2 separate regions of the Sus scrofa genome follow, and region 1 is linked to region 2. A link is a contact called in public HiChIP or PLAC-seq data. All regions are on one chromosome and are shown on one strand. Each heading gives the region's core, a stretch centred on a gene start, on an enhancer-like site or on the middle of the called end of the contact. The rest is flanking DNA. Distances are from core to core; before and after follow the strand shown.

What was found. HiChIP or PLAC-seq counts read pairs in DNA pulled down with a chosen protein or histone mark.
Region 1: an H3K27ac HiChIP or PLAC-seq map of alveolar macrophages shows a contact between it and region 2. The contact joins the promoter of MAP3K1 here to the enhancer-like site in region 2. A contact is called at or near these places in 7 of 47 Hi-C or Micro-C datasets (blood, embryonic fibroblasts, heart right ventricle and 2 more) and 2 of 2 datasets of contacts at active chromatin or transcription factors (alveolar macrophages and skeletal muscle).

What each region holds. Positions count from the first base shown.
Region 1 is chr16:35,867,477-35,873,770 of Sscrofa11.1, reverse strand. It overlaps MAP3K1 (mitogen-activated protein kinase kinase kinase 1), which reads right to left and starts at 1,470. Exons shown (of 20, transcript XM_003133973.5): 1 at 960-1,470. The coding sequence starts at 1,441.
Region 2 is chr16:35,794,306-35,800,577 of Sscrofa11.1, reverse strand. No RefSeq gene overlaps it. Among named protein-coding and RNA genes, the nearest start is that of MAP3K1, 75 kb to the left of the region's middle. Within about 2 kb of position 4,782, at least 34 of the 83 cell types and tissues checked have an H3K27ac peak or open chromatin away from gene starts, as enhancers often do. A contact at or near this core is called in alveolar macrophages, skeletal muscle and subcutaneous adipose tissue, where this site is marked.

The DNA of each region.
Region 1 (6,294 bases), core at 221-2,720, 77 kb before region 2:
GGTCTCCAACCACGCCGGAGAGGCTGCGGGGAGCAGTCACCACCGCTTTGAAACTGAATGGCTGACACATCCGGTTCTGGCTCTTACACCCCTCCGCCAAATGCAAACTTCAAAGGCCGAATTCAAACTCCAAACAGAAGTCACTTAAGTCTTAGCAGTGCAGTCCGCATTCCCAAAGACACTAAGGAGCCCCTTGGGGGACTAAATTTGAAAACTTCACGTCCTAAAAGACCGCAAGCCCCCGCGAGTTTGCAGCCGGTAGGTCTGCACCGCTTTGACAGGCGTTACAGAGCCGTCCACCACGGAGTCTCTGCGGCCGCGCTCCGGGCGCGCCGCCTTCGTCCCCGCCCGGTCCCGGTACCTGAGCAGGGGCTCCGCCTGTCACGGCTGCGGTGACGCCCGCCGCTTTCTCCGCCGCCCTCTGCCCCCCCTTCCCGGCCTCAGGCAAGGCTCCCCATCTACGCCGCCCCTTTTTTGACCACCACCCGCCCTTGGGCTCGGGCCTCACCCGCAGCGCTCCCCCCGCCCCGTGGACTCCGGTCCCGGGTCGCCGCCGCCGTACTGCTGCCCGCCGGGAGGACAGCGCCAGGGTCCCGCGCCGGGGCTCCTCTGAGAGTCCCTATTCCGGGAGCCCCACAAAGCCATCCTGGGCCCCCCGCACCTTATCTCAAGCGGTCCCCGCAGCAGGGCTCGCACGACTGTCACATGTCTGCAAACAATAACAAACTCTCCGGCAGGTCCCCGCCCCGGGCCCCCAACCGGTCCCCCAGGCCAGGTCTGAGACGCCACCCGATGCTGTAGGGGTCAAAGTGGGTGCCCGAGGGCTCGGGTCCCGGCGAGCGGCGCGCAGCCGAGCTGCTCGGAGCCCCGCGGCGCCGTTCGCGGTGCCCAGGGTTCATTCATTGCCCTCGACCGACCGCCTCCCTAGTCCCCGCCACGCTCCCGGCCCCGCAGCTCACCCGACAGGGGCCGCAGTAGAAGGTGGCTCTGCGGCGGGCATCCGCTTCTCCCCGGGCTCGGCCCCCGCGGTGCTCGGGGCGCCGCTGTCTGGGGCGGCCGCCGGCTCTGCAGGATGGGCGCCGCCTCGGCTCCCGGCTCCGTGGGGCGGTGGTACCGCCACAGGCTGGAAACTACTCCCACTCGCAGGAGCGTCCGCCGGCTCTGGCGACGGGGAAGTGGAGGAGGACGGCGGAGAGGCGGCGAGGAAAAGCGGCGGCTCCGGCAGCTGGTCCAGCTCCACACTCCGCACTTTGCGCAGTTGCCGCCGCCTCCAGTCTGCCCGCTCGCGGCCCCCGCTGCCCGCCTCCCGCAGCAGCCCCGCGGCTGCCGCGGGCGCGCTGCCGGCCTTGAGGGCCCCTCCGCCGCCGCCCGCTTCGGGGCTCGCCGCCCCGGCGCCCGGGAATCCCGAGGACGAGGCGCGATTCCCCGCCGCCGCCGCCATTTTCTCTCGCGGGCTACATTCGCTCGGCCCCTGCGAGGGAGGGAGGGGGCGGGGAGAGTGCAGGGGGCGGGCGGACCGGTTGGCGCTGCGCCTCCAGCGTAGGGCAGCCTGCGCCAACTGCGTGAGCACGGCCCTTCGGGCGCCTGGCCTGCACCCACAGGCGGGCGCGCGGGGTTTGGCGCGGCGGGTGGGACGACGGGGTGCAGGTGGAGGGCGCTGACTGTGCGCTCCGCGCGCGGGCTAGCGAGGTGGGCTTGGAGGTGGCTGCGTCGGGGGCGCGCTGTGGTTTGCGCGCCTCACCCGCTGCGCCTCCAGGTAGTCCCGGGCTGCACCGGAGAGAGGAGGAGCCTCGGCGGCGGAACGCCGTTTCCTCTCTGCAGCAGTCTCGGCCCGTGCTCGCCCATCGAATGTTGCAGTTCGAACTTCGTTGTGTGGTGCGTTGCAGGGGAAGCATGCAGGAGGCTTTGCAATCTGTCATTCGCACTGTCCGTTACAGTGGGAGTTGGAGAACTCCGGCGCGTACCAACCCCACCCCCGCCCCCCTTCGCGCAGGTGGCACCCAGGGCAGTCGGCCACTGCAAAGTGAAAGAAAGCCAACGTTCAGTAGACGTGGTGCCGCGGACCAGAAAAATCTTTTTTTTTTTTTTAAGCTTTCCTCATGTTTTGCCTCCCTCCCCCCAACTCGTGCTAAGAATAAAACAAAAGTTTCCTGGAATAGCTTGTTCATAACCTGAAATCACCGATTTAGTAAACCCTTCTTATGCCCTACCCCTGCCCGGGGCTAGAGAGAGGCAGAGAGCGGCGAGAGGGAGCAAGGGGAATCTCTATAGATCTTGATTTTCCTCGACTGTCTTTGGGAAAGGCAGCGATACATATACATTGGACCACTTAAAACACGTTTGGGGAAGGAACCAGGAAGTGCTCGATAATTGTCCTCCGCCAGGTTCTGGCCCTCCCCGAATCCTATGCCTCTAGCTGCACGTCTCTCTTCCCGGCAGGGTCTGGCCACCGTCCGGGTTCCCTCCGCCCCCACCCCTGCAGTGCCGGAGCTGCCTAACTTGGCGTTCCGAACCCTTCCAGTCCCCCGGGGCGTCTGGAGATAAGGTGCTTTGGAATGGAAAAGGCACCATTTACATGTTAATGATTTTCGAGCTTCGGGCTTCTGCGTCGCGTTTTTTCCTCCAGCAGGTTTGTCTATGATGGGAAAAGTGCCACAACCCGGGGACCCGAGTCCCTAGATTTATTTTGTGAAGGTGGAATTAAGGGAGGCGGGGAAAGAGAGGGACGTTCTTCAGGAACCGAAAGGAGAGCGCTGTCTTGTCTGTATTTATGTATTTAGGCAGAAGTCTAAACTGTCTACAAAATCATTGCTTTGACTTCTTGGAAATAGATAAAGTAAGAGCCCCCTTCCTGGGTGTAAGTGTTAACTGAGGAGGATGGTGATATTCGAGGGATTTTTTTAAATGGGTTCAGATTTCATATTAGCTCAGTGTTTTGAATACTGCTACAATGACTGCCATAAGATAGTTTGAGATAGTTACATCCAATGGTACAAATTTTGAAACTTTAGATAAATCTGTTAAAATTTAAAGTCTACATTTAGCCTATAATTATACACTTTTAATAGTAGCCAAATATATCATCCAAAGCAAACAGTAGTTATTTCCCAGGTCTTCCCGGATTGCCACACCCACCAAATGCTACATTGGAAAGGATCGACTTTTCTCTTTCCTGTTTAGATCAGAAAACCTTGAAATTTGCACACATACAAGATACCTGTAAATGAGAGAGTTAAGTAGACGCCTTCAGCCTTTAAAAATTGCTCCAGTTTTGAAGTTCCGCCAGAGTAGCAAAGTGGAATTGGATTTCTGCAAAACATTTTACTTTGCCTCTTTATTCGTACAGTGTTGAAAACTGGACCAAGTGAGAGGAGTAACAAATAAAACACTATCAACTTGCCACAGTTCTCTGACCTCCTCCAGGCATCACACCACCATGGATAAAACTTAAATGCTGGTCTTGTGCCTAGTTTTTGGTGCTTTGTGTCATTTTCCCCTTAATCGTTCATGTAAATATTCGCCTTGTCATTATGCATCTATCTATACACTGAGGGACTGATTTTTTTTGAGAGAAAAATAATCAAAGGACATGCTTGACTGAAAAAGGTGTTTTTCCACTGCCATATGTTAATACAAAGTCTTCTTTGAACAGAATTTAACCCATGAGATTACTACTGTAGTTTTTGCATTTTAAGCATTGGTTAATATTCTAGCTCTGTTTTTGGTGCTGTTGGATCCTGCTTTATATTACTGCATAAAGGCAGTAATGTTGAATTACCTTAATTTGATTACTTTAACTACATAAAGGAGACTTGGGTCTCTTCAAAAGTTGCTTGTACACTAAAATTTCCAAGCTCCTCATTTCTATCCTCTCTCAGATACAAATGTTGCAGTGATTTCATCTATGCCATGATAGCTTTGGTAACCTTTATGCCTGTGCTTTACAGATCACTGCTTCCACATAGTGCTTCTGGCAATTGCCTAAGTCACAGTTCAGTTCCTACATCACATTCATTTGGAGGATCCAGTTTAATATTGGTGCGTTTCCTCATTGTACATAAAAACCACTGATATTAGAATGAACAGATTTATTTTTAAATGATTTTTATTTTTTCCATTATAGCTGGTTTACAGTGTTCTCTCAGTTTTCTACACTACAGCAAAGAGACCCAGTCATACATACATATATACATTCTTTTTCTCACATTATCCTCCATCATAAGTGACTAGATATAGTCCCCAGTGCTATACAGCAAGATCACATTGCTTATCCATTCCAAAGGCAGTAAGTTTGCATCTATTAACCCCAGATCCCAAGTCTATCCCATGCCCTTCCCTTCCCCCTTAGCAACCACAAGTCTGTAGAATGAACAGATTTAATATGAACTGGCAGAAATATTTCAGCCTGTACATGATTCATCATGTATTTATTAAATACCTTACTATGTACATACAAAGAATTTTCTCTTTCTCTGAGGATATTGTTTGTTGTTTTTCATATTTACAAAATTAAATAAATGAAACACTCCCTTCTGCTAATATTTTTATTAATGTGTATTTATCAGGCTGACTCTGATAAAATTTCAGATCCATAAGTGTATGTATGTGTTTTCATGACCCTGTATGTGAGATCTGTGTCTTAGATAGATGTAAAGAGTAAGATCATATTGAGAATAGAGTAAAAGCTGGTGTTCTATCTGGCTTTTAAATAGTACTATGGAATACTTATAGGCAGGTTGGGGCTAGATCTTGGTTTCTCCATGCTCTTTCCAGACACTGTACTTTCCTAGGGGTTTCCAGATGTTCAAAGTAAGGAAATCTTGTCATTTATCGGATAATTGACCCCCTCCAAATACACTGTGACGTTACAGTGGAAAGTTTCTTAACCAACCTCCATTTAGCTGACTCATGCGGTAACAGATACCTGTCATTCCTGGTGAGGTGCACAGCAAGCAAAAGGATGCCACAGCACAACGAATGCTCACAACACCTGCACACTTCTGCTCCCACCAGGTGAGTCATGGACCCCAAGAGAATCCATCATATTTGTTCCCAAACCTGATTATACATATTACAACTGTCCTTATGGAATTTAAATACTAATCAACTGAACATTAAATTAATAAAAAGAGTATTTAAGGCAAAACGAAAATTGCTACAATGAAAACTAAGTTAAATGCTGTGAATGAATGAAGGTGAAACACTGAAGAGTCTCCGTCAAATTAATTGTGGGTATGATGATTGTAAAAGATTGGGGTTAAAGTATTCAAATCTCTAGATATCTATCAGTTCTCACTCTGCTTATAAGAAAGTAAAAATGAAGATTGTAAACAAAGAGATACATGAGAAAGATACCTGGGGCTCTGAATAGTGGACACATACTCGAAAGACCAAGGCCCTACAAGCCAACTGCTGGTTAAAAACCCTCAGACTATGCAAAACAAAACTCTGCTTTTATGGTTTAAACTAAAGGAAATTGTTGTATACTATGTGTGTGTGTATGAGATTCCTTTTTATTAACCAGCCATCTAAATATTTTTCATGTATTTACATGTAATTAAAATCAGAAACTAAATATGGTAGTAAATAATGAAAACCAGTTGAATTGGGATTTTATGTTTGTTTGTTTGTTGTTTGTTTGTTTTGGCTGTGCCTGTGGTGTGCAGAAGTTCCTGGCCAGGAAATGAACCTGTGCCACAGCAGTGGCTTGTCCTATAGCAATGACAATGCCAGATCCTTAACTGCTAGGCCACCAGGAACTTTAGGATTTTATATTTAAAAATAAAACTACAACCTATGAAATTTGATCTACCTCACAGCAAAATGCTGTTTACCTTTACAACTCTGCACTAATTCTTCAAATTCTTTGAATGAGCCTTATTGTTTGCTCTTTTTGATGTGTGATGAGATATTCTTTTTCTGTTTAATTTTTGCGGCTTAATCATGACTATCATTGTTGCAAAAAGTATTCAAAGATTTCATAGGTTTCTACAAGGTCCTCTTATAATATTCAATTACTTTCTTTGAATTGATGTCCTTGTTAGTTTTCTCTTCCTTTGTGTTTCACTGGTCCAACTCTGCTAAATTCTACACTGACAAGACTTTACTGGTGATCTGGGAAGTTTAGTACCACTTCCAGTGGCTCTATCAACTTCTGCATCACTTGGAACATTTGCACCTTCCCTTTGCAATTGATGTGCATTGTTTTGGGGTCACAACTGCTAAAGAGTTATACAAAGTTGGCATCCACTAGGGCAGTGCCACCTGATAAAATATAATGCAAGCTGAAAATGC
Region 2 (6,272 bases), core at 3,533-6,032:
GTATGTGTCACATTTTGTTTATCCATTTATCCATTAACATTTGGGTTGTTTTTCCCTCTTGGCTATTGTGAATAATGTAGTTATGAATGTTGGTATACAAATATCTCCTCAATCTTTGCTTTCATGGTTTGTTTTTGGTTGTTTCTTTTGTTTTGTTTTTTTGGTATATACCTAGAAGTGGAATTTCTAGATCAAATGGCAAGTCTGTGTTTAAGTTTTTGAGGAATGAACCCGGTCTTTCATATGCTGCACCATTTTATATTCCTACTAGCAATGCATAAGAGTTTCAATTTGTCCACATCCTCCCCAGTGTTTTGTTTTTTAAATAATAAGTATCCTGATGGATTTGAAGTGGTATGTCATGTTTCTGATTTGCATTTCCCTAGTGATTAGTGATGTTAAACATCTTTTCATGTGCTTGTTGCCCATTTAGTGGAAAGGTCGTTCACCCTTTCCATGTGGGAACACAGTGAGAAGTTGGCAACCTGCAACCTGGAAGAGGGACTTTACCAGAACCCAACCAGGCTGGCACCATGACCTTGGACTTTCTAGCCTCCAGAACTATGAGAAATGCATTTCTGTTGTTTATAAGCCACTCAGTCTGCGGTTTGTTGTGGCAGCCTGAATGGATTATGACTAGCACACTAAATATAGCCTTTTCCAGTTTGCTTTTCTTCATTCAACAATATTTTAAGATTACCCAGTCTGAAATGTACACATCTAATTCATTCATTTTATTCATTGTTTATCATTCTGCTGTATTCACATTGAGTCAAGATATTTAAATTCATTTCTCCATGAGGGCTAGCTAGGTTGTTTCTAACTTTTAAAAAATAGCAAATAGGAGTTCCCGTTGTGGCGCAGAGGAAATGAATCTGAGTAGTATCCGTGAAGATGTGGGTTCAAGCCCTGGCCTTGCTCAGTGGTTTGGGAATCTGGTGTTGCCGTGAGCTGTAGTGTAGGTTGTGGATGTGGCTCAGATCCAGCATTGCTGTGGCTGCGGGGTAGGCCAGCAGCTAGAGCTCTGATTCGACCCCTAGCCTGGGAGCTTCCATATGCCAAAGGTGCAGCCCTAAAAGGCAAAACAAACAAATAAACAAAAAACAAACAAAAAAACCCCCCAAATAGCACTGCCACAAACATATCTGTACACATCTTGCACAAACAAGAATTTTTCTATGATAGAAAACTGGATGTGGAATTGCTGGTATTATAGAGTAGGTTGGGGGATGAAAGTTTTTAACAACATAACCCAGGCATTCAGGAGCGAAATGGATATAAACGGTAAAAGGACCATTAACTGGAGCTGTCACTAGTTACTTGATTAGATTATATGTGTCATTTCCACTAGATTTGTTCTAAGGGCTGCTGTTTTTATTGTAACAATGTGATGGTGGATGAGTTTCACCATCTGTTGTCATCATCTGGTTACCTGGCTGAATCTTCTAGGAAGCAGGCTTTCCAATGGATCACTGCCAGCCTTGCCCTTAACTTCCCAAAGAATTTTCTCACTTGTTAGACAGCTGGAGACAGTGATACTCTAAGTCCAAACAGATTGGGTTCAGACACTTGAAATGGTAAATACAAAGGTATCCGCAATTTAAAATATATTTTTAAAATCAGGAATCTGAATTAGCATTGAGAGAGAGGGTATTACAGAAGCAGATAACTCTGAGGCTGTTAACTGAAATCAGTTAACATTTTACTTCTCCAAAAATGCATCTGGCAGAGAGACTGCATGAAGGATCTTATTCTTAGCCTTTAACATGAAGTTATTAATATAGATGCTGAACTGGCACACAAGACTGTCCTCTCACCTGGACGCTTGGTAGTCAAGCAATGAGAACAGATCAACTATAGACCTTCCCCCCTTTTAGAATCAGCCTCAACCATGAATTCTTTGCAAGACCTATTTGCAACGTCATTAAATGCTTTCATGTTGAAATAAACATCACACTCCCTAACATTCCAAACCAGCGGAAGACAACCAAAACAAAACCAAACAGAACCTGGCCTGTGTAGAGACTAGAATGCTAAGTTAGTAGAGGCTGGGAAGTGGGGAAAAAGGGAGATAGGGATTGAAGGGTACAAACTTTCACTTGGGTTTCCAGAACTTACTCATCTTCCAACATATAGCATGGTGACTGTTGTTAATAATAACGCATTATATACTTGAAAGTTGCTAAGAGTAGATCTCAAGGGTTCTCAACATACACACACACCCCAAAAAGGTAACTATTGGAGGTTACCCTTGATATGTGGATTAGTTTGATTGTGGTAATCATTTCACAATGTAAGCATATATAAAAAATTACCTTGTATGCCTTAAAATATATAATTTTTACTATTATTATTAATATTTTTGATTCTTAGGGCTGCATCTATGGCATACGGAAGTTCCCAGGCTAGGGGTTGAATCGGACCTACAGCTGCCAGCCTACACCACAGCCACAGCAATGCCAGCGCCGAGACATGTCTGCAACCTACACCACAGCTCATGGCAATGGTGGATCTTGACCCACTAAGCGAGGCCAGGGATTGAACCTGCATCCTCCTGGATCCTAGTTGGGTTTGTTAACTGCTGAGCCACCATTGGAAGTCCTATAATTTTTATTAAAACAACTAAATTTAAAACACTTTTTAAAAAACAAAAAACCTATTTAAACCATGATTTTTAATACTATTGTTATTGGCTTTTATAATTCCACAGATTTGACTAAATCCTTTGACTGTTACACCCTGGGTCAACTGCAACAGAGACTATAGTTTTACGTATAAACATCAGACTAAAATCTTTGGAAAGTATAAATAAATACGTATTCAAAAGCTAAGTCACTAAAGTTGCTAGAATACATCATTGCCGATCCCATCCGCCATCAGGTTGAATATTTTTCAGCCCAGGTTGAATATTTTTCAACCTGCCCAGGATGCAGAGGCCATCAGGAGATATCTCTGAACTGTTTGAGCTAGAGAGCCGGTATATTAGCAAGATCACTGGTTTGAGCCAGAAGCCTGGCCTTGAAGCCTGGTTCTGTCATTTACTATTTCGATGGCCTTGGGCAAGTCTCTCAGCTTCTCTCTATTTTGCAGTTTTCTCACCTACCGAAAGGCAATGACAAAAACATACTTACCTCCAGGGACTGTTTGAGGATTTTACAAGATGGTGAATGGAACAGTTGTTTTCAACTGTAAAATCTGTGAGCTGTCGCATAAGCCTTAATGGTTCCCACTAGTGAGAGTGCCCAGGTCCTGAGTGAGAGTTGTACGCTTATTACATATTGATTATGTTTTAGGTAAGAAATATCATGTTCTGTTTCATCTTTTGCTTCTCTATTTTCTGTGAGATTTTGTTTTTTGCCCTCTTCAATTTTGCTAACTATGAGGCAATTCATGGATTTAACTGGACAGATTGATAAGGGATTATATTACAAATTGGGACCATGACCTTGGAAAAATAATCTGTTTGAGGATTGGAGGTTATTATATTTTTTCGTTTAACTGAATTTTAATGAGTTATTTCAATAAAATATTCAAGAGTTAGAAAGGCAGTTAAGAATCCCCAACTGTGCATCCTCTGAAGTTCAAATGTTTTCAGATTCGGGCTCAGATTATAACTAGTCACAGCCATTTGTGCCTAGTCAGGGATTGTCATTCCTGACAGACATAAATTATATAAAGCCTACAAGTTATCCACTCAATGTGCTGAACACAAAGCTCCCATAAAAATGAACAATACATGTATCATATGAAACACGATAAAGGATGATACACTCCACTGGGATGTTTTGATAAAGCTAGTTTGGAGAAATCAGTTTTGCCAACCCTCAGTTAGCAAAGATCTATGATTCAAAACAGGATTTCCTGTATGCTACCAGAAACATCCGTGACTCTTGTTTTTTTTTTTTTTTTTTTTTTTTTTCTTGGCCGGTTCTGCTAAATTTCCCCATTTGGAACTTTCAGTCTCTTGCACACATTTTTCCCAAGCCCCGCATATAGTATGTGGGGCTCTGCCTTGCAGAATGGCACCTCGCCAAAAGGAAGAGTGAAGGCCTGATATCTAACCATGTGCCCTCTCAAGTTTGTGTGTATTCAGAAAAAGGGGTACTTCTTCCTAATTTGTATAAAGTTGCATGGCTAACAGAGGCTCTACTGGCCTCTCAATGTCTTTTCTTATCTGTGTTCTCCCCCATACCCTATTTTTCTCTGTCTGGTCACCCTCTTAACATCTATGCCTCTCCAGCTGTCCACAGGCCATTCCGAAGCTCCCTCACCTTCTTGTTTCCAAGGAACCACTTCTAACTCCAATATCTTTTATAAGATCTATTCACATGTATTCTTAATAGCATCATTCAAAATGCATGAGGGAAAACAAACTTCACTGGCTCAATGTGTTGATTTTCATAACTATAAAAGGGGAAAGCTAGGTTGAGCTGAAATGTAAAATTATCAAGAGCAAAACAGGAAACAAATGTTTGCTCAGCCAACCATTTCCTACTGAGGGCTCTCGGTGGAACGTGGTCTATGAAGAGTTGGCTGTTCAGCCTTAAACAGATTGAAGTGATCCGTGGCAGGGGGAAGAACACCAAAGCCAAGGGCTGCCTGGAAGCGCGGGGGAGCGCCAGACCCCTGAGCTGCTGCAGAAAGGCTGACTGTGAGGGCCCGCATCTGTGTTGAAGGGAAGTCTTTGAAAGCTATCTTTTTAACAGGATGATTGTGAAAGCTACGAAGAGGAAAAAAAAAAAAAAAAAAAAAAAAAGGCAGCACAAAACTGCCACTTGAGCATTGCTTCCTGTCCATGTCGCTCTAGCTCTTTGCTGACGGATATTCTTAGGCCTTCTTTGGCTTCAAAGGTTTCCTCTTTTCTATTTTTGGTAGCAGAACGTGGATTTAGATCTGCCTTACCCCTCTCGACTACTAGTCTGTGCCCCCAAAGAGAGTAGGGCTGCTGTTTTCTGTTAGAGATCAGTTCTCTTTCTTTTCAGCACCTCCAAATGATTTTTAATATTAAGGACATAGATTTATGGGAAGGAGTCATTGAGTTTTCAAACTGATTTGTAGTCTCCTAATTTGCACATTCCTTTCTCTAACAGGGGCATCTCAGAGATCATCTCCAGTAACAGGGGCTTGACTTCTGTGATGAGTGAGAGAATCCAGGTTGGGGAAACAGCCCCAGAACGACCAAAAAGTAAGCAAGGATGATTTGCATTGGAGTAACATGGAATTGATTAAGCACAATCCCATTTGGGAAAGAAAGAACTGATGCCTCTGTAATCTAAGATTAGCTTAATTTACACGGACTACAACAAAAACTGCAAGTTTTTGGAGTGCTCTGTAATGCTGAGGACCCTGACCTGTGGAAAGGAAAACACATTATGTCAAAGCAGCATTTCTAATTTCATGGGTGTTTAGTTTCATGCCCTCTATTTCTCAAGTCACTTCTGTTTTTCCTGATTTCATGACCACCCACCCAACTCTGCTGGCCCACGAATAATAACAACCTTGCACGAGTTGTCTTTTATGTCCATAAAACCCAACTTTCTTTTTTTTTTTTTTAATTTTTAAAGAAGTATTTAGTCCTCCCATAAAAATATGGGGCCGCCCACTTGGCTGAAGGCAGAGCTGGGGCCCAAGAATGCTGCCCTGCAGCCCAGCTGCCTCTGCCCACGTGGTCTTCAGCAGGGTCCCTCTCAGGGCTTTAAAAGGGTGACAATCTTATGCTTGAAGAGGATTATCCTGGCAAGTTGTAAACTGAAGAATCAGGCGGGTCTCCCCACCACCCCCAAGGTTATCCACATGCATCTGCATCTGGTTTGACCTTCACAACCCTCTAGAAACCATGAACCCACACCCCATGAATATTCTCCTTGTGCCATTGGTTTTATTTTGTTTTGCAAAGAGCAAAACGAACAGAACATTTTGGGATTGAGGGGGAGGGGTGGCATTTGGAGAATTAATTCTAGGCACTTTGCAAATGGATAACTGACAAGGAAAAAGCCCCTAGTCTAGGTCACAGTAGTGGGTTTCCAGTACTGGAGAAGGTGTCTTTAAATATATTTTACATAATGGGTTTGAGCAGCAGGCAGCATTATCTGCTAAGTGGCTGTAGTGACAGTGAGCTAAAAAGCTACATAATGGAGTTAAAAAGAAAGCCTCCCTTAACTTTTTTTTCCAGAGCATTTTTACCCTGCGGAATTTTTTAGGGGTTATTTTAAATGTGTCCCAATGTCAGACTTGTTCAGAAAGAGCGTTTGTGTCTCCCAAGAGAATGATGA